2 separate regions of the Macaca mulatta genome follow, and region 1 is linked to region 2. A link is a contact called in public Hi-C data. All regions are on one chromosome and are shown on one strand. The core of a region is the stretch at or near the end of the contact, and the rest is flanking DNA. Distances in the headings are between cores, read along the strand shown.

Region 1 (6,149 bases), core at 1,392-3,891, 74 kb after region 2:
GGAGATCTCTGTGGAAGGAGTTGAAACAGTATGGGACTGGGAAAAAGCACTGGACTAGAAGTAGGATTTGCTTCTTGTTTGAACTGCCAGGCACACTGTGGGCTCCCTGCCAGCATCATGCGCTTCTTCTTCCATGCGGGCAGAGCCTGCTTTTGTTGAGATAAATGCCCTCCACGTGGGCCAGTGTTCCAATGGAAGTGAGCCTCATCCCCAATGCCAGGGTTGGGTGTGGGTTCTGGTTGGTCTAACCCAGTGCTTCTCAACCAAGGGCTGTTTTGTCCTCCAGGGGGTATCAGTCAATGTCTGGCAACATCTTTTATCATCACGACTAGGTGGGATATTACTGCCATCTAGTGGGGGGAGCCCAGGGATGCTGCTGAAACACCAGCGCAGAGGAGAGGCCGCCCTCCACCTCCTAACAAAGAATTATCTAGCCCAAAATATCAGTGGCGCTGAGAAACCTGATTAAATTAATCATGGTGGTCCCACTCCAATAACTGGCTTCAGTACGATGAGAAAGTCGGTCTGGTTGGCAGCTGGGTTGGAAGGTGGGGTGGGAGAACTGAGAACTGAAACAAATACAACAATCAAAGCAGGCTTCACCATCACTTGAAAACAGAAAAACTGTACTGAACCTGTGCTATGCAGCACAAATGATCTAGCTCAGACCACTGTAACACCAACTACCTACGTGCTTCATGATATGCCCATGAGCTGACCTCCTGGTAACTCCGAATGGACTTACATATCCCAGAGATAAGGTCGCTGGTTCCTCCAGTGACTCCCCTTGTTAACGGATTCTGACCAATCCCCAGCAAGACTATCTATGGACTAACTCCAGCCCCTAAACCCCACAAGGACTCTCCCATGACTCCCCCATTTTGAGGAGCCTCACAGGTCCTCTGGTGCATTTCTTTGCTGCAGCAAGTTCAGTAAACCCAACCTACTGCCATTATTTTTCTTATGAATGTGTCCCTGGGTGTTTGCAGTGCATGGGCTGTAACACTGGGCATGGAACACAAATAGCTCCAATGCAATGGGTTCAAATGTTACGGCTGGAGCGTGTTTAAAGTGCCTTGAAGACAAAGAGGAAGATGTTCTGCTTGGGAAACCGGGAGAAGAATTTTCAGCAAGGATACTTGAAGTGGGTCCTGAATGATAAAAATAATTGGCCAAGTGGAAGTGAAGAAGAGTGTATCACAGCAAGAAGGAACCTCAAGGACAAAGACAGCCAGGCATGAGATTAGACATGGTAAGTCATCCTGAGTGTCTGAAATGGGGGTTGCAGAGCAAGAGGGACAGTCCAGACAGGCAAGAAGGTGTCAGACCATACAGCACTTTGTTAACACTATCCCTGATTTAATGGCTGTACTGGCTATTCTCAATGACACAGAATGAAGTAAAATGTTGCCGAGACTTGAATTATTACCTGGGATCTCTGGAGAACTGGATTTGCACAGCTCTCCACTTCCCTCAGGCTGGTTCTTCAGCTCTTTGAATGAATAAATAAAAAACATTCACATGGAATTCTAGTGCCATCTAGCACTTAAAAAGGTAATGGCATGTTTCTATCAGGAATGCCTCCAAGAGGAAATTATTTCTGTTAGTAACACTGCATTTTGAACGTGGCTTTTCCAGACATGATTCCTCGTGCCACTGGTAACAGGCTTTGATTTCTTCTGCCTGGAAATCCTCCCTGTCACTTCCTCCAGATTCGATTTCTCTTTCAATCCCTTTGCCTGTCAAAGGCTCTCACAAGATCCAATTCTTCCCCTTTCAAGCAATTATTACGTTTGATAATTTTACATGTCTATTTTATGACGATGGTCTGATTGAAGTCATCTTTCCCACTAGCTTAATTTCCATAAGCTTAATTGCCTTGTCTGTGATTTGCCCACCATCATCTCCCAGCACCTGGGAACATTTCTGGTTCACTGCAATACTGTTGAAAGAACGATGCCACTCTATGCTTTCTTAAACTTTGTTAGTGATAATTTCTACTTCTACCTGGCCTTTGCTTAAGGGTAACCCTTAATACACTTTATCAAAACTTAATAAACTTTATCAAATGTCTGTTGTAACGGTCACAAAAAGATTTAATACTCAACATCTGGCCTTAACCAGAGGGAAACATTTTCTAGCCCGTTTTCCCCTTAACCGGATGAGTCGGGGAAGGACGTAATTTTCAGGCAGAGGTGACTTCGTTCCAAGGGTGTGAATGCATTATTTTTGACGCTGCCCGTAAGAGCAGGGTCGCTGACATTTCATAAACAGCGCCATCCTCTCTAACGATAAAAGTGGCCAACATCTCGGGCCAGCAATTCCCAAGTGCGTCATGAGCATTCCCGTCCTCAGAAACGTAAGACGAAGGCGGCATGCGCAGGGACTGAGCTAGGCGAGCCCAAGGTGGAACCACTCGTGTTCTGGGCTCCGGAGTCCGAGACGGGCGGGGACCTCAGGAGCTCCCGGTGCTCGCTTTGAGCGGTTTCCGAGCGCCGCTCCCGGGCGCTCAAAATTCGCCTCCGAGCGCCGAAGAGCGACGCGCTGAAGACCGCCCGCCCATGAGGCCGGAAGGGGCGGGACAACGCTGCGGATTGGTCCCTGGGCTCAACGTCATTTCCGCGCGCCAGGGAGGGCGGGCCTGCAGCGTGAGCCGTTGCTGCTCACTGCGGGGTGGTGGTTGCTGGGCAGGCTGGCGCTCTTACCATGAGCGAGGCGGACGGGCTGCGACAGCGCCGGCCTCTGCGGCCGCAGGTCGTCACGGACGATGATGGCCAGGCCCCGGAGGCTAAGGACGGCAGGTAGGCCGGACTCGCAGACCGGGCGCTGAAGCCGGGCCGCGAGGAGTAGAGGGTGATCCTCCTGGACAGCGGCGACGGCAGTAACAGTAACCTGGGGATGTGGTGCAGAGCGCCTTGTCCGAGCCCTCTCGTTTCATCCCCAAGAAAAACTCATTTTTCCGAGGAGGAAGCAGACTCCGACAAGGCGGATGTACCTGCCAGGTCTTTGAGGTTCGGGTGCACCCAGCGCCCAGTCGCGGCGTTATCCTCGGCTCTCCGGGACCCTAGACCGTCTCGCGCTGCTCCTGCGCCTTCCCTCCCCTCACTCCTGCCCCACCCTGCAGCGCGGTTGCTTCCTCGCCTTTCCCTCGCTCCCCTCGCGCTGTCATTCCTTTGGCTCATCTGATCCCCCTGGGGCACAGCTACCTGGCCAGTGTCTTGCGTCCTCCTGGTCCCCCGCTCGCACTTTCTCGAAGGGAGGAGGTCCCACGAGATGCTGGGGTCCTGCCTCGTTATCCGGCGAAGAGATGGCTTCTACACTTGCTCTTCTGCACCTGCCCCCTTCACGCTGTGTGACCAGTCCTCACCGCGGTTCTTGGAAAGAGTGGAGAACAGAAGTGACATTGTAGGCAATTTTTGTGAGAATTCAGCCTTGCAGTTTTTCCCGATAGGGATGGAGAAACATAGGAAACTGTAGTTGTTGACACCTCAGAAATACCAGGTTTTGTCCTTTAGCCTCCTCTGCCATCTTCTAGAATATAAGAATGCTATGTTTTGTTAGCTAAAAACTGAATCATGATCCGCAAATATAGATTTCAATGTAAGATACTTGAAATTCGCTTTTCAATTATGTGTCCTGAATTTCATAACTTTTAAGTTTCAGGGAGAATCAAGAGGCCCCACAGACCAAGCTTGAAGCTGTGGAACAGATTGACTTATATTTGATAGAAGTACTGGAAATATTTGTTCAGTAATGTGCCGAGAGGTGGTGGGGTACATATGAATGAGAGGCAGTTTTTGCCCCTGTAGACTGAGTTTATTGACTGATGATGAGAGGAACACATTTAAAGGAGAACGATGGCAGGGAGGAGCATTTAGGCTCTAGAGAAGCAATTTAGAGAGAAGACTTTGCGGTGATAGTTGACCTTGGGCCAGTGAAAAGATCGGGAAGATGCTCCCATATATCCTGACCAACCATCCTGGGTTGCCCTGGACTGGGGTTTCCAAGGATGTAGAACTTTAAGTGCTAAACCTGGGCAAACTGGGACAATTTGGTCACCCTACTTACTGTGAATTAATCATCTGTTGATGGTTGAGGAGCCATTTAGAATGGACATGCAAGAATTGGCAACACTTTCCTACGGAAATCTTGAAGACAAGCCATTTGTACCTGAGAAATGAAAGAGCAGTGGCCTGAGTTTGTCATTAGGTGCAGTGCGTTGAAAACCAGGGCATACAGCCCCTGAGAGCACTGGTTAGGTGGTCCCAACTCTCAAGTCTGCTGGCTCACACCTCTGGCCCCAGGGCAGAGCAGTAGACTTAATTGTTTTTTTCAGGTTCTCTGTGGGGATTTCTTTCATAATGACTAAGTAAATCTGATTCTAAAGTCATCTTTTACTGCTTGATCTTTTCCAGTGTGCCTTTTACATTTATGTTATTTCCTTGACTTCCCTGTCCATGAACATTGTTCCTGTTTCCCTGTGTTTGTCCTTGTTTGTTTATCCCTTTTCTGTATATTTGTAATGATCTCTTTCAAAGTGAGGTCTTGTCACCACCCTTCCTTTCTGCGGTTATTATTGTAATATGTAGCTGTTTTTCTTATTTTTCTTCTGCAGCTCTCCTATATTTTTCATTTCTTTTGTGGTCATTTCTAGTAGTTCATGTAATAGTATTCTTGATTACCTTAAAACTCAAGGGTTCAACATAAGCCAGGGAAGCCTGTGTATAGTGGGTGAAGTAAAGGAATCTAAATTCAGAAATAAAAATACGAAACTGTTAGAATAAACTTTAGCACTTTAGATGTGCTAAATAGAATAAAGGAAGCTTTGAAAGACATGTTACTAAACTGACAGAACTAAGACATAGATTTTAGCAGTGGTAGGGACCCCTAGCAATATGTTGGCTGGTCTCCCAACTCTTGGCGTGAAAAGTGGTGTTTGCTTTGTTTTGCCGATGAGATCATTGAGGTCTGTGTGTGCGAGTTAATTTATATGAAATTACAGAGAATAGAGTCAAAAGAGAAATGAATGAAGAAGGATAGAACCGGCAGCTGGACAATGATTGAGAAGTGTATTTTTTAAATTATGCTTTGGAAATAAGATTTTATGCCAAAGCTCTTGAATTACTGTGTTTAAGATATAATGGAGAATTTGATTGGTAAATTCTTTTATTCAGTGTGGAACATAGATGAGCTAAGCACTTTAACATACCAGTGCAAGCTTATAATTATTATTTGACATTGATTTCCCAAAATGCTTTAGAAACTTAATTGTATTCTGTGGAACTGTTCCTTTCTCTTTGGAACACAGTTCTATCTAGGAAGAGAACTGTTTAATGTCCGTATATGACTGTTTAGGGATGCAGAATAAATACATTGAGGATTTAATATATTTCAGTACACTAAATTCCATATAATTCTGCTTTTACAATAAACTGAAGGATTTTAGTCTAATTAAAAGTCTCTGCTAGGTCCATTTTCCTTTTTCCTCTTGAAGACTGAAGAGTAAGGGAGGAAGTATGGAGAAACAGATGGGGCATTCAGGAGTTCATGAGGAGTCAGGCAGCTGGAGTGTTTGTCTCAGCTTTGCCCCAGGTGTGTATTTTCAGATAGCTTTTTAAACTTGTTTCTTGATTTCTTAATTTTTTTTCAAGGATAAAGTGATGAATCTAGGAGCCCCCGTTTAAAGGATTGTGAAAAATGAACAAATTCAAGATGCTGTCACTAAAAAAGATGAGTTGATGCTGTTTGGCTTTCTCAGGCTTCAGGAATCACCTTGACACTTGAGATTGCTGGTATCTCATGGATTTGGGGCTATCAGGTTTTCCACAACAATCACAGGTAAATTTTGATCTCTTGGAGTCTGCTTGTTGGACTTCAGTTCAGGACCCAAGGCCCTGATGTCCTGTGTGCAGAGTTAGAGCATACCTTTCAAAATCAAATTGGCTGGTGAATCTACAGAAGATTGTGTAAATCGCGGCCCAGCCAACAGCAGTTGTCAAATCCTGTTGCATCACTGTCGTTGTGCTCTTGCCTTTAGAGAGTGTAGGCAATTTCAGGGTGCAGATGTCCTCATGGAGATGGGCATCCCTCCAGGCTCTTCCGAGAGATCGGGGCAAACAAACTGATTTCTCAGACTGCACCTGGGAAAT
Region 2 (6,243 bases), core at 434-2,933:
TCTATTCAAATGGGAACTTAGGCCAAAGAGCTCCCCACTGGGGGCACTGGGTATTAGTCTTGCTCTTCCCTTAGCCAGTCGAATGCTCTTTAGTAAGCCCTTTTATTTGTTTGGGTTCAGTTTCCTCATTTGTTCCACCTGGAGTTTGACAGTCGGTGGGGGGTGGACAGCACTAGATAAGTTTTAAATTAAGTAGACTAGCCGGGTGTCGTGGCACACGCTTGTAGTTCCATATACTCAGGAGGCTGAGTCAGGAGGATCGCTTGAGCTCAGGAGTTCCAGGCTGTAGTAAGCTATGATGGGAACCACTGCACTCCAGCCTGGGCTACAGACCCTATCTCTAAAAAAGTATCATAAATAAATAAACAAAGGAGAAAATGCAGGTCAAGTGCGAGCATTGTGCAGGGCATGTGTTATGCTAGTAGATGTCACTGATTCTCCAGCCCTTAGGTACATTCCTGTCTTCTCTGGCAGACAGCAGCATTCCCCAGCAGGGGCTGGTGGCTGGCCCACGCAGAGGCTCCTCTAATGGCAGGCTCCTCCCCTCTGCAAGCCCTACAGCTCAAGGGAAAGAAACTTTAACATCAGAAAGAACTCAAGAAACCAGTTTTCCAAAACCTCTCTTCCCCTATGTTTACCCCTTTGTTATGAATTTACTTCTTGGGTGTCGAAATATTTAAGAACTCGGTGGAGACCAGTTTTATACGTTTCCTTCTGTCCTTCCTGGCTCCACAGCTGCAAAAACATCACCCCCACTACTGAGCTTACTATGGGGCCACGCAAGGGTAGACGCTTGACAGACATTGTCTGATGTATTCCTTACTGCAGCTCTCCACCCCCGCCGTCCCTGTCCCCCAGGGAGGCATTACTTCCGTTTCCCCCAAAAGGAAAACGAGGCACCGACAAGTTACGGAACTTGCTCAAGGTCACAGAATTTGAACTCAGGCCACAGATGCTGGAGCAACTGGATAAAGTCCTCATCGCCCCATATCACCCACCACCGACCCCCAGCAGAACGTGACCCCCGCCAGGACGGAGGCCAGCAGCTGGGGGGCTGGAGCATGGGACCCCAGACCACGGACTCAGGCCTGCGCAGCCTCCCGGCTTCTGGGCTCCCCGCCAACCTCCTTCGCATTCCGCTGAGAAGCCAGGGGAGGGGTTCACTCTCAAGGGCGCACAAAGGCATGAAAACCTTACTTCAGCCTCTGAGATGCGGAACTGACCGACCTATCGTCTTGGGACCCAACAGTGCGCTTGGGTGCACCAGCCCTCTTAACGTTGGTACCGGCTCCCTCCCGCCTCCTTCCCATCCCAGAGGGCCCCCTAGTCCTGGGCCGCACGTGCCTCTGGCAGCTCGAAGAAGCTGTCGGGGCTTGCAGGAGAGCGCGCAAACTGAAACCAAAACAGGCCGACGCGAGGAACGTCGGGGGGGGACTGCAGACCCGCGGGAGCACAGCGCCTGGGCCAGGGCCTGGGAGCCTGGGCTCCGCCCCGCGCTCCTCTGCACCCCTTCCCCACGCTGCTCCCCTCTTCCTAAGCGTCCCCCCCTCTCCCGGGCAGCAGAAGGGGTGGGACCCGGGCGGGCTCTGGGAAGGGGCCCTGGAGGAATGGATGGTGGCCGAAGGGCGGAGCAGGGGCGGGGCCCGCGGAGACTCCAAGGGGCGCCCCGGGCGTGAGGCACCCACTCTGGAAGCACAGAGAACTCAGGTAGTCCGGCTAGATGGCGGCGCGCAGCCTGGGCCGCGGCGTCGGGAGGCTGCTGGGCAGCCTGCGAGGGCTCTCGGGGCAGCCCGCGCGGCCGCTGTGTCGGGTGAGCGCGCCGCGCAGGGCGGCCTCGGGACCCTCGGGCAGCGCCCCCGCAGTTGCCGCAGCCTCACAGCCCGGCTCGTACCCCGCGCTGAGTGCACAGGCAGCCCGGGAGCCGGCCGCCTTCTGGGGGCCTCTGGCGCGGGACACTCTACTGTGGGACACCCCCTACCACACCGTCTGGGACTGCGACTTCAGCACTGGCAAGATCGGCTGGTTCCTGGGAGGCCAGTTAAACGTCTCTGGTGAGTGAGCTTCGGGAGACCCAGGTCGCCCCCAACTCTTGCGTCCAGAGGGAACTCGGAGCCTCTCGCCTGCGGCAGCCGTCCCCCGGCTGCGCGGATCGCACCCCTGCAGGGGCCCCTCCTCCGGTATTCCGTCCGTCCCGCCAGCTCTAAGCAGTGGCTCCACGTCACCCCGTCCCTCATCCCATCCGGCCCCAGATCCACGTGCCCAGCTCGGGCCGGTGCCCGCGGGGACCCGGTGGCCGCTTGGGACGCCCCGCTGCTGGCCTTGCTCGGCGCGGCTCCTCGCTCTGCTGACTCCAGAGTTGCGTTACCGAGTGCATAGCGCCGCGGAGCCAGAGCCGGCGGGGAGCCGCGGGCTACACCCGAGCGCCCTGGAGTCGGGACTTTCCCGTTGCTATACCGGGGTGGACGGAAAAACAAAGCGGTGGCGGTTGTCACTGGGGGCTGCGGTGCCCGGGGATCAGCCTGAGGACAAGCCCTGCCCACATAAACAAACAGAGCTGTGGCGGGCGACCTGGGGAGGAGGAAACCCGGCGTGGCAGCTGGAACCAGTTATTTCCTCGCTGCGGGCCTGGGGCCTGTGGGCGGGAAGGAAGTAACAGCGGCCTCCGGGTTCTCGTTCTCGGCCTCAGAGAACTGCACCCCAGCGACCCAAGGCCTGCTTTGGACCCGCGGGGTCTGAGGTTCCCGGTGGTCAGTGGTCTGAAACTTGCTGAGCAGAGGCCTCTGCTGCTCTGCTAAGATTTGGGGCTGGGGGTCGTACACTGCACCCTCGCCCCCACCTAAGGCGCTGACTGGGCAGCGAGGGGGAAGCCCTGAACTGCAGGCAGGGCTGGCCACGCAGGGTGGGTGCCAAGTGCAGGGTGGGCCCTGGATGCAGGGTGGGCCTGGGTGTGGGGCCTGCAGGGAGGGCCTGGCAGACACGGTGTTGATCAGAGGGATGCAGGCCAGAAGAGTGGCCATAACCAGCTTGCTGGATTTGGGAGTGTTTGAGAAAGGACTTGAGGGTCTTTATGGCAGGGTCACCAGGGCCCCATTTTCTCCAGCTCCTCCCTCAGTTATCCCTGTTGTTCTGCCCCCCTAGCCCTCAGTGTCCACATTGTGAGGAGGGGGGCAGTTATGCTCAGAGGTTAGGCTGAGTGCTGCAAGGTATGCAGCAGACCCAGCTCTTACTGGTGACCCACAGGCAGTAGCGATTTTAGTTTAACTGCAGATATAGCCATAGTAGGTAGTGTCTTGGTAGTGTCTTGTAGTTAGTTTTCAAAGAAATTGAAAGGAACTTTGGACCTCCCCCCGATATTGTATATTACTTTGCTGGTTTAATTAAAATGAGTCACTTAACTAGATAAGTGTTTTCTTTAACCTTGAGTCAGCAGCAAGTGCCCTCTAACTACTGGGAAAAAAACCAAACCCTTTGGTTTGCAGAGTTGGTGCAATGTGCCCTTGAAGGGGACTAGAGCAGCTTGCCCAAGGACAGAAATGGAAAGTGACCTGCTCTGGACTTGTGAGGCCAAGGTCATGGGGAACATTCACAGTTGGCCTGTGCACAGTTGCAGCCCCACTCAGATAAGACAGCGGGGCGGACCTCCTGGGGCCAACAGCAAGGACCTTCTGAACCTCGCTGGGTCAGGATCAGGGTGTGGTCAGCAAGCATTCTTCTGTCTCCTTTTCCTTCACTTATTTCTCCTGATAATATGGCCTTTACGGCTACCTTAGCCAGAAATTGAGCTTCAGAAAACTAACTTGAAAAACAGCTTTTCAGCAACTTTCTCCCCGGGATGTGCGTGCCCACCTGTTCATGGGTCAGCAATATCTCTTTCCTTTGTCGGTGTCTGCAAACCATAGTGGGGACAGTATGAAAAAGGGCCAGGCCAGGCCATGACTCCTCTGGGAGCCCCTAGAAAGTCATGGGATAGGTGAGAACACTTTGGCCTGATCTGTCAGCTGTGTGTGATAAAGTCAGATGGCTTGTTCCAAAGGAATATCACTCTTGAAGAAAACTTCATCTCACTCCTTCAAGAATACCAGTGGTTCTCAACGCATGGTCCTCAGACCAGCAGCATCAGCATTACCTGAGAACTTTTGAGAAACAGAAATTCTGAAGCCCATCCTGGATATCTGGAATCAGAAACCCTGGGTGGGACCTGACACCTGTGTTTATAACGAGCCCTTCAGGTGCTCTAGAGGACACTCGGGCTTGAGAACCACTGGTCTGTACGCCTCAAAACAGGGCAGATGAAGGCACTTCTGAAACAGAATTGGGATTAGTGCCCGGCCATGGCCCTGTTAAACAAAGAGCAAACAAACAATGGGCTGTGGATGGTGCAACACCGTTTTGTGGCTCCAGGTGTCTTTAGAATCAGGACTCGGGTTGATTTCTTGCTTTCCCTGTACTGCACTTTGCATGTTTCCTCATCTGTAAAACAAGGGCAGTATGTAACTGAATTATGTCCTAGTTACTATCGATGCACATCAAACCACCCCTAAGCTTAGTGGTACAAGATAACAACAATTTTATATTCCTCGCAGAGTCTGTGGGTCAGAACTTTGGACAGGGCCAGATGGGGATGACTTGTGTCAAAGGGCAAAATTCCGACAAATTTAGTTTAAAGATCTTAATTCACTTTTTTCGTGATTATAGAATTGGGAAACACCTAATTCCATAAAACAGAATGAATGTTTGATGAGTTGAGCAGAGGAGGATGGTTTTATAGACAGAAGGGTCTGAAGAATGCGGACACGGAGAACAAAAAGTGGACTGGTTATTTCAAAGCTACTTTTGCTGTAAAGGTGAAAGTGGAAGGAGCTCCCTTACTATGCCAGCTTGTTTGGAGATCGAGCTATCTCTCACTCTCCTTGTTTCTTAGAAGGCTAGATAAACAACTTAGTTTCCATTTGGTGACACGGCACTTTAGCAAGAGTGACTCCATTTTTGTGTGATCTATTGGGCCTGATGCGGCTCAGTCCAGACCAGTGGCCTCCTATACATTTTATTTAACACTTGCTTCTGCTCCTCAATGTCTGAGGTTGGAGTCATCTGCCTGTTTCTCACTCCCAAGTCTGGGGCCTGGTTTGGGACAACTTGCAGGCTGACTTCAGCCAGACCTGTGACCCAAAGCACCTCCTGGGGCTTGTCACAGCGTGGTGGCTGGGCCCAGGCAATGTCCGGCAACCAGAGGTCCAAGAGACCAGCACAGACACTATTAGGCATCTTCTGACCTGGGGAAGGGGACCTGACTGTTTGCACCTGTTTTGTTATCCATCGGAGTATCTATCAGCACACATACCCCAGGGCTGTTAGAATGAAATAAGAAAACGCTTGTAAGGCACTCAGCACTTTCTTAACACATTATACATCCCCAATCACTGGCCATTTGTTATTTATTAATGAAGCATGTGGGGAGGCTGTGACCTTGTGCTTGGCCTTCAGCAGTGCTGCTGAGAGAGCTGAGCTTCATTTGAACTGGACCACATGAGCTTGCATCTGATCAGCCTGGGATAGGTGGGGAATAGGCTTCGGAGAGCATGCAGGTGGCTGAGGTGGCTTTCAAAACACCACAGTATCCTGCTCATCCCGCAACTCCAATAGCCAGACGAGGTTATGGTGTCTGAGGCCCACTGGGCAGGGTAGACAGAGTGTCTGTGCCCTTCTGTGACTTGCTTCTGTTGTGTAAAACTGCCTTGCAGAAGGTTCTTTGGAGAGCCAGGTTCTAAAAGGGATTCTTTCCCACCTGTGAAATTTGGCTCTGTCCTTTGTAGGGCTCTGCAGCTGTTTTTGCCCTGTGGCATATCAACTCAAGATATCAGGAAGTTGTAAATGCAGAACCAGAGGGTAATGACATGTGTTACTTTCAAAACACACAGCTAAGCTCTATTTTTTAAACCCCCTGTTTTAAGTGATGTTTTTCAGTGTGTATACTCTTAAGCAAGAGTGTAAAAATCCTCTTTGTAACCAAGATTGAGCACTGGGAAATTTCTTGGATGCTTTTTGGAGATTAATTGCGGGAATAGAGGCCCTTTTGCTGTAGTTCCTCTCTGTTGGCTGTAGTTTCCTCTCTGTGGCATGCCTCCAATAGTTCAGAAGGCAGGACACTGACGGCGGCAAGACGCTGTGTGCCTGTGCTTCATTTTCCTCCTAGTCACTCCAGTGATTCAAGTAACTTTTTAAAGGTTTTTCAGGTAACTCTAC

What was found. Hi-C and Micro-C count contacts between places; a contact is called where the count stands out from the background.
Region 1: a Hi-C map of blood shows a contact between it and region 2, with 4 times the contacts expected there. The contact joins the promoter of APMAP here to the promoter of ACSS1 in region 2. A contact is called at or near these places in 10 of 14 Hi-C or Micro-C datasets (CD4 T cells, blood, cortical neurons and 5 more).

Annotation. Positions count from the first base shown.
Region 1 is chr10:59,162,436-59,168,584 of T2T-MMU8v2.0, forward strand. APMAP (adipocyte plasma membrane associated protein) reads left to right here and starts at 2,642. Exons shown (of 9, transcript NM_001266050.1): 1 at 2,642-2,801. The coding sequence starts at 2,707.
Region 2 is chr10:59,089,104-59,095,346 of T2T-MMU8v2.0, forward strand. It overlaps ACSS1 (acyl-CoA synthetase short chain family member 1), which reads left to right and starts at 1,684. Exons shown (of 14, transcript XM_015149622.3): 1 at 1,684-2,051. The coding sequence starts at 1,721.